Regions from separate parts of the Mus musculus genome. Here regions 1 and 2 are each linked to region 3. The links are chromatin contacts, called in public Hi-C and HiChIP or PLAC-seq maps. All regions are on one chromosome and are shown on one strand. The core of a region is the stretch at or near the end of the contact, and the rest is flanking DNA. Distances in the headings are between cores, read along the strand shown. Region 1 overlaps 9130015A21Rik (RIKEN cDNA 9130015A21 gene). Region 2 has its middle 85 kb from the start of Gm40388. Region 3 has its middle 23 kb from the start of Gm26071.

Region 1 (4,878 bases), core at 2,245-4,744, 260 kb after region 3:
CTAAGAATCAAAGCCAAGGCTTCACACATGGTAGAAAAGCAGGCTACGAAAATGAGCTTCCTTACCAGTCATATTCATTTTTGTTATTCTTTGTTTGGGTGGCTTTAAAAAAAATCTTTTTGTTTGTTTTGTTTTTGAAACAAGATTCCCTTTGCAGCCATCGCCGGCCTGGAACTTGCTATGTAGACCAGGCTGATCTGGAACTCACTATGTAGACCAAGCTGGCCTCCTTGACTTTGCTCTTTTCTCTCTAGTGCCAGGATTTCAGGCAAGTATTTCACCTTGAGCTTCAGAAAGTACATCTTAAATTTAATTCTTAAAAAAAGCTAAGTAAAAATGATACATTGGAATGTTTTGTCAATCAGTACCTCTTCAAAGGATAACACTGAAACAGCAAATAGGTAAGCCATTTGCTGAGTATCAAAATAGTTTAAAACATGGCACGAAATGGTGTATATAAAGAAAATAAAAATAATGCTCACCAATCAATAAGAGAAACAAAAATCAAAACAATTACAAGATAGACAAAAAAAAACAAAACAAAAAAACCTGAAAGTGAATCATGAAAGAAACCATCGAAATGCCTTTAAGTGCATAAAAACATGTTTTAATAGTTGTCAGATACCTATAAATTCAAACTGAAACAATATTCTGTACTCTCATCATTACAATAAAAATTTTAAAGATAATACATTATAAGTATGCAAGAGGTAAGAGTCAAATGAAACTTCTGTTGCTTAGCAGAGAAAAAGCTGAAGTTAAGCCAACAAGTTGGATCAGCGTGCAAAGGAACTTGCTGCCAAGTCTAACCACTGAGGTCAATCTCTGGGGCCCACATAATAGAAGGAGAGAACTGCTTTCCATAAATTATCCTCTGAGGGATGAACCGCCCCCTCCCCCCACATAATACACACTCACAACTATAATAAATGATAAATAGATAATGCTAAGAACACATATCCAAGAGTCATGCTATAACATGTACCTGACAGAAAGATGTGCATGTTTAACAAAAACAAGAACAATTTCCAAGGCAAGAAGTCCCCAAATGCCTAAGTAGCATAGTCTATGGATAGAGAGAGAGATCGAGAGAAGAGGGAGAAGGAGAGGGGGATGAGAACAGAGACAGACAGAGAGAGGAGAGAGAGAGGAGAGGGAGAGGGAGAGGGAGAGAGACAGGGAAAGACAGAGACGAGAGAGACAGATAGATGATATAGATGTGCCAAGTTGCTACAGAATAACCAGAATATACGAATTATAACTATAAGGGCAACACACCCAGATTCTACACACATCTGTCATGAGAAAGAATCAAACTCAACATAGTACTTTGCCTGTCTTTTCAATTCTGTTGGTTCCGTGTGCCTATTTACATGGTTTTCAATTTGTGAATTACTAACCTTGGGACTAACTCTAGACTTAATGGCTAGAGGTGTGAAAACTCTCCTGGGAATAGATGACAGTCTGTTTCCATGCAACTAGATATGTGTCATTATTTTGTGTGTGGGAAGGTGATCAAGTTATACACATATGATTTGTGTATTTTTTTCAGGATGTATTTCATACTCCAGCAACAAGTTAGCTGAAAAGAACCGTATCCAAATGATTCTATATATTCACAGTCATAATCATTTACAGCTGGGTATTCCTGTTGCGAAATCCTTTGGGAATATCCCAACTCCTTGCTGATAGAATTCTTTCTGACCAAATATACCACAGTGAAAGTAAAATACCACTCCACACATGAATTCAGTATAACTGAGGGAAAAGTGACTGCATGTTGTGGTTGAGACTGAATCTCGTTTCTTATCTAAAGCCTTACAGTTGATTGGCAGTGTAAGTTTCCATGTGGAAAACTGTTAAGTTCCCAATCGTGTCTAGGGCAGCATGTGGCACTGAGATTACAGCATTCACCATCTCTGCTCTCCGACAAGGTCTATGCTCTTGCCTAAGTATTTCCTCACTGGATTTTTCTTTTACCATGTGTGTGTTTACATTACATGGGTGTATATGTGTGTGTGTGTGTGTGTGTGTGTGTGTGTGTGTGTGTGTTCATGTTCATATGCTTGTGGAGCCCAAAGGTCAATGTCAAATGAACTCTTCACTTGCTTTCCACTTTATTTTTTTGAGACAGGGCCTTTAACTAAACTAGGAGCCCATTAATTTGGCAAGACCAACTTGCCAGCAAGCTCTAAGGATCTTCCTGTCTGTACAGAACCACTCTGGGCTTTTTATAAAGGTGCTGAAGATGTAAAGTCCGGTCTCATGTCTGTGCAGCTAATGTTCTACAGGCTGATCTATCTCCCAAAACCACTTAGTTAATCTTTCAATGCCTATTTCTTCATTTCCTCAGAACCTTAGATGTTACATGAATAGCCTTTAATATTATGGACAAACATATTATTGGGAGCTATGTATTAAAAAGTTAAAAGCAAAAGTAGTTCTTCTTCAGCTCAATTTAAGTGAAAATAATATAAGAATATCTGGCCAACCTTCTAGTTAAAAGAAACCATCCAAATCTTATTACTTAGAGTTAATGTTAGCTCACCATTTCAAGTTGACCATACTGTGATGGAGGAAAAACTGGATGAGGATCAGCAGAACAGGAATGGAGCATTATATTAGTCCAGGGAATCCAAGCTGGCTTTCTCCTAGCCTTACTGCAGTTAAACACAGCTCATTTAAGCAGACCAGCAATGTTATCCTGAAAACTGAAATCTTCCGTTGCATGTCATTACTCAGCTCCAATTAAATCCACATTGAGGCTTGCACCTTTTATAACCTCTTGACAAAACAGACTAATTCCAAGAATTTCAATTATAAATTTAATTTCAAATTTCAGAATTTTATGAAAAGGTTTCCATTACCATAGCTGATAGTCTCTAGTTATCTGGGGGGGGGGGGGTGACCAGTTAGAAAAAGACAATGGCATGCTTTCATGATAATCACGGGATGAATCAATTTTAAAAACCTCTATGAACACATCTGAAATCATCATAAAATCGATTCTAGGTGTTTTGTAGTTGTAGAGTGTTCTAAACGATGAAGAAAAAAGGAGTAACTTACAACTGTTTATGATAACACACCATAGAGCATTTTTTCCTGTGATACTAAAGACAGATGTATGAAGTACTTCAATAAATTTTAAAGTGAGTCCATATACAAATAGAACCTTTTTTACGTTTAAATAGAACCCTTTAAAATTTGTGCCTAAAAACTTAACAAAGGACAGAACCACTCCATCTAAGAATTGGCCCTATTGCTTGAGGCAGCCATTACTTCTACATTTATTCCAAACAATAGCACCCTTCACACTGGTGTAAGAATGAGAAAATTGCAACCAGTATCCACAGTGGGCACACCCACAGTCACAGGTAGTCATGTTGATATAAAGCAATAGCAGTGCACAGGTCAATTGCTCTGGGGGAATGGTTCCCAGACTGCAGAAAAGCCTCTTACAGCTTCTTCAAACCAGTAGCATCAACAGACATCTGACTTGAGGCTTGCATGCCCTCAGGACCTTTCCAAAGAATTACACCCACACCTCTTGGCTGGCCCCCCACAACAGCTTGTTTACTGAAACCTCTGGCCTCTGCCCAAAGCATCAGGAATTCCAGGAGGCCTCAAAGCAGATTAGCTTACAGGTATTCAATGCTTGTGTCATCATCACCCCATTTGGCACTTATGGGAAATGACAGTGTCCATTAAAGGGAGCTACAAAGAAGAAAATGAGCAGGCCTGATGTTTATCTTCTTCAGTTGTAATTCAGGACAATCATATGATCAAATTGTACCTTTCCTTGAACAACTTTGGTCTACTATTGCATCAATAGAAGCCTTTGATCTAATGACACCATGAATTACCACATTGTTATTTTACTAGATGCTAGTACTCAACTTTTCCACCCTGAATAACCACAGAGGAGTAAAATGGGTATCATTCACAATGCATTGACAGTAGTACATTTCCCATATAGAAAGGTTTAAAGGGTCAACCAGGTAAAGAAATATTTATACATGCATGAATGTACAAATATAAAATTTCTGCTTTGTTTGCAGACAGGAGCCTAACATAACTGTCCTTTGAGAGACGTCATCCAACGGTTGATAGAAACAGATGCAGAGACCACAGCCAAACAGTAAGTGGAGCTCTGAAAGCCTTTTGGAAGAGTGCTGGGATGGAATTCTGGAGCCGGATGTGTCAAGGACACCACCACACGAAGAACTACAGAGTAAACTAACCTGGCCCCACAGGGGCACACGGTGAGAAAACCACCAACCAAAGGGTATGCATAGGCTGGACCAAGGTCCATTACACATATATAGCAGATGTGCAGTTTGTTCTTCATGTGAGTCTCCTAACAATTGGAGCTGGGGTTGTTTCTAACTCAGTTGTGTACCTTTGGGTCCTCTTCCCAGAGCTGGGGTGCCTTGTCTGGTCCCAGTGCTTAGTCCTTCTGTGAGTTAATGTATCAAGGTGGATTGGAACCCATGGGGGAGGCCTCCCTTTCTCTGATGGGAATATGTGGGAACTGAGTCAGGGTTACTAATGCTTTTCAACCCTTTAATTCAGTTCTTTATGCTGTGGTAACCCTCAACCATAAAAGTATTTTCGCTGCTACTTCATAGCTGTAATTTTGCTACTGTTATGAATTGTAATGTAAATATCTGTGTTTTCTGATGGTTTGGAGTAACACCTATGAGAGAGTGGTTAGACTCCAAACCAGTTACAACCCACAGGTTGAGAACCACTGGACTTATGGGTACCAAGATGGCTGGCTGGCATAGGATGGAGTTTCTTTAGCCATCACAGCAGTCCCAATGTCTGTCTATCACTCAATCTCTCTACCTCCTCCTTATTCCCCTCCTAATCACTATA
Region 2 (4,445 bases), core at 978-3,477, 410 kb after region 3:
GAAATACTTGCCTGACGTTAATAATGGGGGTTTGACAGTAGTAGGTTCAGGTGAATATCTTCACTTCTTTATCTGCATCCTAAAGTTTCTCAATGTCTCGTGAACAAGATGTAGAGAACCCTTTGGTTTTGTAATTAAGGATAATTGTTCGTAATTCATAACACTTCATATTATTTCTAGAATATTTCTTCATACTACTTTACTATTTCCAAACTTCTCATAATATAGCTGTTTCTCTTTGGAAAAAAATGAAAGTAGTTTTAAAAAATCTTGCAAAGGCATTCAAGTCTTTGGGGACCTCTTGGAAAGTATGTCTCCAAATCTCTAGCTGGAGGAAGAAGTGTGAAATGTAAGTTTGTGAGAAGCAGCCACTTAGCCTTCTGATGACCCACACTTGCCAGGCTAGAAATTGTGGGTGCCCTTAGCCCACAATTTCCAATGCACTCAAATAACATTTGGAAGCACATCCTTGGTTGTGTCCCTTGCCTTCACTTAAGGCAGCCTCCAGAAAAAGAAACAGAGGCCTACTTCCTAATTTCTTTTGACCTGCCCTCCCCAAAAGACACCCTACATGTGTGGTGACTTAATCTCAAAGAGACTGATTAACTGCATAAAACCTATTGCTATAGAATTCAGAAGGCAAAGACTCTGAACACTGTAGTAGAAATAGATAGTTTGACTAATGGAAATACCTTTACTGTTATACTGAGGTTTTGAGACAAGCAATAAATCAACCTAAGGGGCCAAAGAGATAGCTCAGCAGTTAAGAGCAAACTGTGCTTGCAGGGGACCAGAGTTAAGAATCCAATGCTTCCTGACTCTCAGAGCATTTGCATTTACGTGGACACACCCAGACAGATACACTCATAGCTAAAAGTAATAAAAACATGTTTTTGAAAAGAAAGAAAAAGCTCAGGATTCAAAAAAGGGGGGAAGAAAATCGAGATAGAAACATGCACAAGGGAGCAAGAGGAGGAACCTCAAGAGAAGTGGGCAGAAGAGCAGCTGTCCTAATTGCATGAGAGAGTTTTTATTCCTTCTAAAATATATTTCATTAATGCTACTAATGAAAGGAAGAAGAGAAGAAGCTTAAGTTGAGATCTGTGTTTGGTTCATTCTAAATATTTTAACATTTGACCAACTTTGCAGAATTCAAAGAGATTAATAGTGAGGAAAATATACAAGTTATAATGGGAAGTGGGGGGGAGGTATCCATGTGTATTTTATTTATTAGGTAGTATTATAAAAATTTGGAAAGAGAAGCAAACACCTGTCTTGATTCTGTGCTGATGAAACTATGTCTTCAGTTATGGCAGCATGAACTGTTGACCAATGACCAAACTCTACACAGAAGAAACAGGAAACATGAGACTTACCAGAATCCACAGTAGATTCTCTCTCTCTCTCTCTCTCTCTCTCTCTCTCTCTCTCTCATACTTGTCTGATTCCTATAATGTAAAGATCTAAATTGAAAAGCATAATAATAATTGATTCCTTAAACATCTCGTTAAGCGCTATAAAAGAATACTCAGTGTCTAAACAGCTGTTAGAGGTGTGGCTGTCCACATAGGCATGGGGGGGGGAACATTTTGACTTCTTTAAAAATAAAAGTTTGATATCGGTGTATAAGAAAATCATGTGCTGATAGGAATGTTCTGGAACAATGTCCGATTTGTTTTAAAGTGGTTGAGTATTCCAGTACACATTTGTGCTGTTAAATTCTTAACTCCAGTGTGTTTCTAGAGGGTGTGAGGGTTCCTCTCTTTTCTCTAGTCTTAACAAGTAAATAGGATCTTGTTCTGTTTAGGAAAGTAGCCTGCTTTGTCCCTTGTAAATTCCAGGAAATCCAATTTGGGGCCAAGTCTCAAAGGAGAAGTCTATCCATTTGTAAAAAGCTTTGCTGTGTGTATGTCCCTGATAAAGAGTCTGATTGACTCCATTGCTCTTTGAACATTTTGTTTATCCACCTAATTATCTTGGGAAAGCTGATATATGCTTACTAAGTTAAAAATAAGGAATTATACAGTAGAGCCAACCAGTAAAGCAGGCACACGCTGAAAAGTCACAGGAGTTAGCACAACTCATCTTCTTTTGATAGAATATCCTATTCGGGACTAAAGAGCTGAAAAATAACTGCTTTTCATAGAGGAAAGGGTACCTCACTGACCACGCTGTTAACATGATTTGTTTTATGAGCCATACGATCATGTCAGGTCTGTATAAATCACTGTAATTAAATTCCAATAAGCACTCATGTACGTAACCACATTTATGAGCTCATTTTTCTCTCTGAGTTTCTCACCACTTGGTTTTTTTCAGGTACTTGAAGTCCAGACTTGCTGCAGCATAGTGCCCTCTTCTGGTCAAACTGAAACACTGAATTACAAGAAAGGGACTTGGGAAAGAAGGCAAGCTGGAAAGGGAGAGAGGCTAAGGGGATGGTCAAGGAAAGAGAACGAAGGTAAAAGTGACAGTTAACACGCTAATCTGGGACACATATCCAACCACTGCCTTTGTCACATTTTAGAACTAAAGTTATATTTAGTAAACTGAGTTTGTTTCCGTTGTAAAATAAATTAGGTTTGAAAGATCAAGAACTAACTGAATTGCTATTCAACGTGTTCTAAAGTTGATATATGCCATTTACTGTTTTATCATGTTCAAAGAGAAACATGTCAACTAGTCGTTCTCTTATCCTAGAGTAGCCAAAGTGGCCCTGAGGCCATGAGTCTCTCACTCTAGTGGACATCAAGGGCTCCCTCTGAAACACGACCTAAGCACCATGCTAAGATTCTGAGTTACTGTGATCCCAGATTTAAGATTCTCAAGTGTCTTACCTATCTTTGAGGACAATTATGAATTTCTCTATTTCTCTCAGTCAGAACACAATGGTCACTGTGTAGCCCAACAAGTCCCTGTAAACCTTGACTAGATACTGTGCATGCTAATCAACTACTGTCCGTCCTGACTAGCCACTGTGCACCCAGACTAGACATTGTGCACCCAGATTAGACACTATGCATCCAGACCCTGCCATTGTACACCCAAACTAGACATTATACACCCAGACCAACCACTGTGCACCCTGACTACATCCTATGCACCCAGACCCAGGTACTGTGCATGCAGACCCAGCCATTTTCCACCCAGACCAGACACTGCACCCAGACTAGACACTGCTCCCAACCCCAAGCCCTGTGCACTCAGAACCAGTCTTTGAGCACCCTGCCCAGCCATTGTGCATACCCTGACTAGCCTCAGTCCTCTGCAAGTGCTTCCCCCAGCAGGCGTGTGAACAGCATTATCAACAACAGCCACAGTTAACTGGTTTTCCCTGAATATTTCCTATACAATAGGGACTTTGTTCCAGTTTCTTTATATTTCCATAGCCCTTACACAGTTGTAGCTTTGAAAATGCATCTCTTCTTTCTTTATTACAAATTCTGTGTAGGGTGAAACAGAACAGAACATATATACACCTACCACGAGTGGCAAGTGTAAAATTCCTCCTCCTTTCCTTTGCCATGTAAATTAAATAATAATTAACTTTAGATTAATTAGATCAGGGTCCTTACTAATCTTGGAGAACTGGTTGCCTTCAGAGTTGTTCAAAGATCACGTTCTGGGGAACAGAGAAATTACTAACTGATGTTAACTTCCTTCCAAATATTATAAACATGCCGTTCCTCATACTCCTCTCAAACTAATTGATCCATGTCCCATTCTGCTGTTCCCTTTCCCAGAAGTGCAGTCATGTTCTGATCCATTTTCTCTGGGTTGTTTATGGACTGAGATGAGGAAAAGAAGCAGAGAAATCTTGAGATTAGTTCTCCTGGAGTCTAATCCTTTCCTGGGATGTCTACTCAGAGCTCAGCCTCTTTCAGCAGCACTAGTAAGCAGACACTGGAAGGCTTTGCTTAAGAATGCTTTCACCCCACCTGCTCTATAACTCTTTTGCCACCTATGAGGTCATCTACTCCCTATCCTCCCTCCCCCTGTATGTGGGGGTGGGAAAGATCTGCAATGCCCCTGGCAACAGTCTCAGTAAAAGAGTTTGGTTGAGTTGTTTACTATCCTTGAAGCAACACTAGACAGGAGATGAAAACAGAAGAGGTGAACTGGAGTCATGCACCCAACATTAGAAAAGAAAAGGCAACGTTCTAGACAAATCACATGGCTTGGGAACAGGGCAAGGACCTAGCAGGAAAGAAAATTGCTTACTAAATGCTCCCTCTTGAAAACTTACAGGAGAAGATTTTTCAAGAAGTAAAAGATTCATAACCCTATGATTCAAGAATCTGGAAGTGAGTGTGACTCATTCTGGTTGCAAGGCAGAGAAAAGGCTGTTCTGACTGAGTAACTAGCAATCTCTAGAGAGGAGCAGGGAAATGAGGAAGCTGAAGAATGCTCTGTGGATACACAGACCACAGGAACAAAAACAAACA
Region 3 (5,022 bases), core at 1,209-3,708:
CCTACTTTTGCTTCAAATGTTATATGACCACAAATGAATATCTTGTTATACCTCCCTCCCTTTGTTTCAGGAGAAACTGACTTGCTATTTTTATGTTCTTCTTTTATGACAATGCCAAAACCCTATTTAGAAATCCACTACCCCTGAGCTCTACAAAAGTCTTGTCTTTCTCGCATCCAATGCTGATCTCTTGAACCCCATCATAGGAGGAGGTAGTCTATGTTCATGAATTGAAAAGCTTGCCTTAGTTAATTGCTTGCTTTAATTAATTTAGCCATGGTGATTTGGGCCAGTGAGGTGTCTCTTCCCATCTTTTGGATTAACATTTGGAGGGAGGACAGGAAAGAAGGAAATAATATAATTATATTGACGACCAAAATTTTTAAAACTTATTTTTATTTTTTTAGAAGAAAGCATTCGTAGACAACATATAAATGGCCACAAGTATATTTAAAAAAACTTTTAAAATTGAACAGATCTATAACTGAGCAATGATACTGAAGCGGTAATAGTCCAAGAAAGAAAGTATGAGGACTAGATGGGCTTGCTGCTGAATTTTCTCTTGAATGAACTAATACCAGTGGGCTAGGTAGATGGAGGGGTGGCTAAAGCCCTTGTGCTATAAACAATTGTACTAAAGGTAGGAACCCAAGCAGCCACAAGTTAGGACAGGTGGGTAAACAGGGTGGACTGCATACCACCATCCCAGCACTGATGAGACAGAACCCACCTCCCAGTCTCTTAAGGAGTTATCATATTCCTGAAAAAAAAAGCCATATTTGTTCCACAAAGTCCAAGTAGATGTTATTAACACCACACTGTGTTCTGTCACTCAGATAGCCTAGCCATAAATAAAAGATAATTCTCACAAATGCACAAATGACTAGGACTCTCTGGGAAGTCATTAAGGCAAAAAAACCGAGGGTAAATTAAGACAGACAAGAAACCAGCTGGAAGAAATTAAATAGGCAAAGCAGGCCAGTCAGCTTGTGTTTGGGACATTGAAACACAGCTTGAGGCATTGCACATTTACACTAAGCAAGATCTATAACCTTTGTCAGGCTTTGAACTGAACTGACGACATGACTTATTTAAGAAGCGTTAGTAACTGGGAACGTGTTGAACTAGGAATGTCAAGACCAATACTGAAGATGTTTTCTTACACCAAAGACTTTGTATTGTGAAGATTGCTAGTCAGTGGCACACGGTCCTGGATCTGGGTAGAATTCTAAGTGATCTGAAGGATGGGTGATTGACTGTATCCCCAGAGTAGTTTAAAAAGACAGAATCCTTGTAAAAAGAAAAATGTTGCACGTGTTGTCTGGAGTAAATGTAAAGCTGGCAAGAGGTGGGCAGGCCTTCAATGACACATTTATTCCTGGGACAGAAACATGGGGTTCAGTGTCCTTGAGTCCCTACAGCATGCATCTGTGAATACTGGACAACTCAAACACAAAACCACAGCACCACCTAGAATACACTGGGAAACACAAGAGTCACCCATCTTTCCCAAAGAGCTTCCTTTGATGTTGTGGATAGATTTCAATGATGCCATATCATTCCATGTTGAAGGTTCATTATTCCCCAATATAATCAAACTGTGGTTGTCCTCTTTATTGTCAAAGTGTGTTAAGTTGAGAAATAAGAAGAACCATCACAGGTAGCAAAAGAATAGGAATTCACAGAAATAAGAGCCAGAAGTCATAAGGTGAATTTGTGAGTTTGGTGAGATATTAAGTATATTTTAATTCCTTAATATTTATATAAAGAGCATTTCAGGTTTCAATATTAAACAAACTATCCAAATTTCAAAAAAAGAAACAAAGCAAATGACTGAAGATTTGCTTTCAATGATTAGTGCTAGGAAACAATAGAAAACTAAAAATAACTACATCTAAGCACTTAAATTTACAATTTACCTAGTTACACTTACACAAAGAAGGAAAAGTACACCAGACATAGGATTAAAGAAACATATATCTAAACTTTTAAAATTTATTTTTTAAAAAGAGAAGTGGATCACATGTTCAGGAAATTATTTATAAAGATTCAAGATGGACAAATAAGACACCTAGCACTCACCTCTTCTTTCCCCAAAGAACCAAAATAATAGACACACATGTGGTTGTGTTTTTGAGGTTAGTGACCAGAGGGGAACACAGTAAACAAGACAGAGCCTAGACTATTGCAAGACTTAGAAAACTTAGCCTATTAGTGATAACACCACAGACAGAGAAACAAAAATTCCCTAGGACTGCCATCACGGTTCCAAAGCCAGGGGACGGTGAATTTCCTTCTCAAAGGTCAGGGTGAAAGAGAAAGTTCCAGAAAACACCACCAGTGAGGAAACTGGAAACTTTCACAATAGTTTTAGACTTTCAGTAAATTAGGCAACCTCAGTCGACTCAGTGCATTTGGGAAAGTATCTTACATCATCTCCCAGTTATGTGCAGGCTACGAACCAAGAGTTTTCCTGAGAAGTTGAGTTGTTGTTTGACCTTGGGCTCCTCCCAGAAGTTAGAAATATCTGCCTGTTCTCATCTTTGGGACTCCAAAGTTGGCACTGGCTCAGAGGACAGGTTTCTCAAAAACCCATCAATGTGATTGTAAACCAAACCCACTAGATTCACCACACTGGATGTGGAATGGCTATTGAAGTATGTAGGGGAACAGAATTGCTACCCTTGAGATTGGATGAGGCCAGAGCATTTGTCCTCTGAACTACAAGTAGACATGATCCAGGGTCAGACCAAAGGCAGCCACTCACAGTATTCTCCTGAGCCATTGCTCAGGTACCTGCTGCTCAGAAGCTTGAAAGGAATATGGTTTCTAGTGCTACCACACCTAATGTAGCATGCTGAGGCAACTGTGAGAAACTGGCTGCTTCTAGGCATCATCCTGCTCTGCTGCCTAGCTTCTGCTTATACAATGCAGAGGCAAGGGTATGTAAACCCCCAACTGACATCAGTCTTAGCTACTTTTCATGTGAAGAGACACCATGATCAAGAAAACTTATAGAAGATAGCATTTAGTTGGGTGTTGCAGGAAATATTAAAATCCAACCTGCTCATTCACACTTGTGCCAGCAACTCTGTCCTAGTGGCAGCCTGGCTGGCCATGCACTGGCCGGCAATGGCTGACCTGTTTTTATCTCATGGCAACTCTGACTCAGAGCTCCACAATCTCTCCACCCAGCTCACTAGGTACCAACTGGCAGGTTGTTACCACACTAGCCCCGCTTCAAAAACCTCAGGCAATCCCATGTTTTGCCACCATACCTTTCTCTTTTGAACCCAGGAAAGCAACCACATGAAGGAAAATGCAATACAGACTTAGTTTAAAAACAACAGTAACTCAATTGTTGGGCACAACAACTAAAATCTTAATATTGTAAGCCTTGTTAAATCTAAATCCTCCTGGTGTCGAAACCTGACAGATCCACCATTGAAACTGGGAGACACTTGTAATTACATCTTGTCCTCCCGCTATCCCCATCCAAAAGGGCCTAACTCTTTCCTGCTTCCTCTCTTCTTCCATTCATTCTGGAAGTCCCGCATACTTATCCAGTGATTGGCTCCTTTATTCATTAGGGGATTGGTTCACAAAAAGTCACTTGAGTAGTGACTAACTCCTTGTCTGCAACCCCTCCCAGGAGAGGGGAATTAGCATAAAAATACAATTAGCATCAGGCCATTCCACAACAATTGGGTACCTGCTTAGTTTCAGAGGGTTAGGCCATGATTAACATGGCAGGAAGCAGTGTGGTGGCAAGCAGTCAGACAGGCAGATAAGGCTCTGAAACAGTAACTGAGAGTTTCTGAAAGATAGGGGATGAATAGAAGAAGAGAGGGAGGAGAAGGGACTGAGATGATGTAGGCTTTTGTAACCTCAAAGCCCTCCCCTAGTAACATATCTTCTCCAACAAGCCTCCACTCCCTAATCCTTACTAAACAGTTCCATCAGCTGGGAATCAAACAAGCAAATATATGATCCTCTGAGAGCCATTCTTATTCAAACCACTACACCATCCTCTCCCCAGACATACACTCCATTCGGTCCAAAAAGAATATTATAGTTCTGGTGGCTATAACATCTACATTGTCCTTCCTACTGTCCTGCACCAGTGCTCTGTTTGCTCATAGACAGTGTAACAGAAGTGGTGTTGTTATTCTTACCACTATCTATACTGAATGTAATCTCTGGGCTCTCACCATTGTCTGATCCTATGACATATACATAGGATTCCTCACTATTGCTGGAGCTGCTACGACCTGATGCTTTTACTAATAGGAAAGCTAGCATTAACAGAGTGTCAGAAAAACACCATTAACTGAAAGGGGGCTAAACCTAATGTGTAAATGTCCACCAAGTATCTGACACTCACTATTATATGCTTCACAATTGTCTGACCTGCTAGGGCATCCCCATTCATGTGTATATGTAGTGTTGTACATGTGTGAGCACATGGGTGTTGTCTATATATGGTGATGTAAGAGAACCTCTACCACTTTTCATCTTATTCTTTTGATACAAGGTCTCTTACTGACTCTGGAGGTCACTGTTTCAGCTAAGATATCTGGCCAGTGAGTTTTCAGGATATGACTGTCTACCCATACAAATGCTGAAGTTATAAGCACACACATGCTTGGCTTTGTCAGATTACTGGGGATTTTAACTTTACCCACTGAGTCATCTCCACAGCCCCTAGAGTGTGTCTGTACACTTAAATGAGCTATAGAGGATCTTTCCAACTCCACTAGAATAAGCAGCAGGCATAAAAATCATTACATATAGGCAAAGAAATTATTCCAAATCTAAAGTAGCTAACTGGAAAGAAAGCTAGCACTTTATACATGGTGACACTCCCAACAGAACTTCAGGAAAACTACACACAAAGGAGATCACTTCTAACAGAGGTAGAGATGTGCAAGTCTCAATAAAGGAGTGAAGAAAGCATGAGATAAATGTTAAAACTCTTTGCCTTTAACCAATAAAACTGATGAGAAAAAGGCTTGCCACGGA

The links. A called contact is a pair of places that touch in the nucleus more often than the background predicts. HiChIP or PLAC-seq counts read pairs in DNA pulled down with a chosen protein or histone mark.
Region 1: a Hi-C map of liver shows a contact between it and region 3, with 4 times the contacts expected there. The contact joins two enhancer-like sites. A contact is called at or near these places in 9 of 484 Hi-C or Micro-C datasets (adipose-derived mesenchymal stem cells, embryonic stem cells and liver), 1 of 115 datasets of contacts at active chromatin or transcription factors (embryonic stem cells) and 1 of 9 other capture datasets (embryonic stem cells).
Region 2: an H3K27ac HiChIP or PLAC-seq map of the NIH/3T3 cell line shows a contact between it and region 3, with 10 times the contacts expected there. The contact joins two enhancer-like sites. A contact is called at or near these places in 1 of 15 datasets of contacts at CTCF or cohesin (large pre-B cells), 1 of 484 Hi-C or Micro-C datasets (embryonic fibroblasts) and 4 of 115 datasets of contacts at active chromatin or transcription factors (the NIH/3T3 cell line, astrocytes, embryonic stem cells and 1 more).

What each region holds. Positions count from the first base shown.
Region 1 is chr12:35,678,412-35,683,289 of GRCm38.p6, forward strand. The region is part of intron 3 of 9130015A21Rik (RIKEN cDNA 9130015A21 gene); the gene reads right to left. Among named protein-coding and RNA genes, the nearest start is that of 9130015A21Rik, 14 kb to the right of the region's middle. Within about 2 kb of position 3,495, at least 15 of the 459 cell types and tissues checked have an H3K27ac peak or open chromatin away from gene starts, as enhancers often do. A contact at or near this core is called in liver, where this site is marked.
Region 2 is chr12:35,829,149-35,833,593 of GRCm38.p6, forward strand. No RefSeq gene overlaps it. Among named protein-coding and RNA genes, the nearest start is that of Gm40388, 85 kb to the left of the region's middle. Within about 2 kb of position 2,228, at least 38 of the 459 cell types and tissues checked have an H3K27ac peak or open chromatin away from gene starts, as enhancers often do. A contact at or near this core is called in the NIH/3T3 cell line, where this site is marked.
Region 3 is chr12:35,415,748-35,420,769 of GRCm38.p6, forward strand. No RefSeq gene overlaps it. Among named protein-coding and RNA genes, the nearest start is that of Gm26071, 23 kb to the right of the region's middle. Within about 2 kb of position 2,459, at least 36 of the 459 cell types and tissues checked have an H3K27ac peak or open chromatin away from gene starts, as enhancers often do. A contact at or near this core is called in the NIH/3T3 cell line and liver, where this site is marked.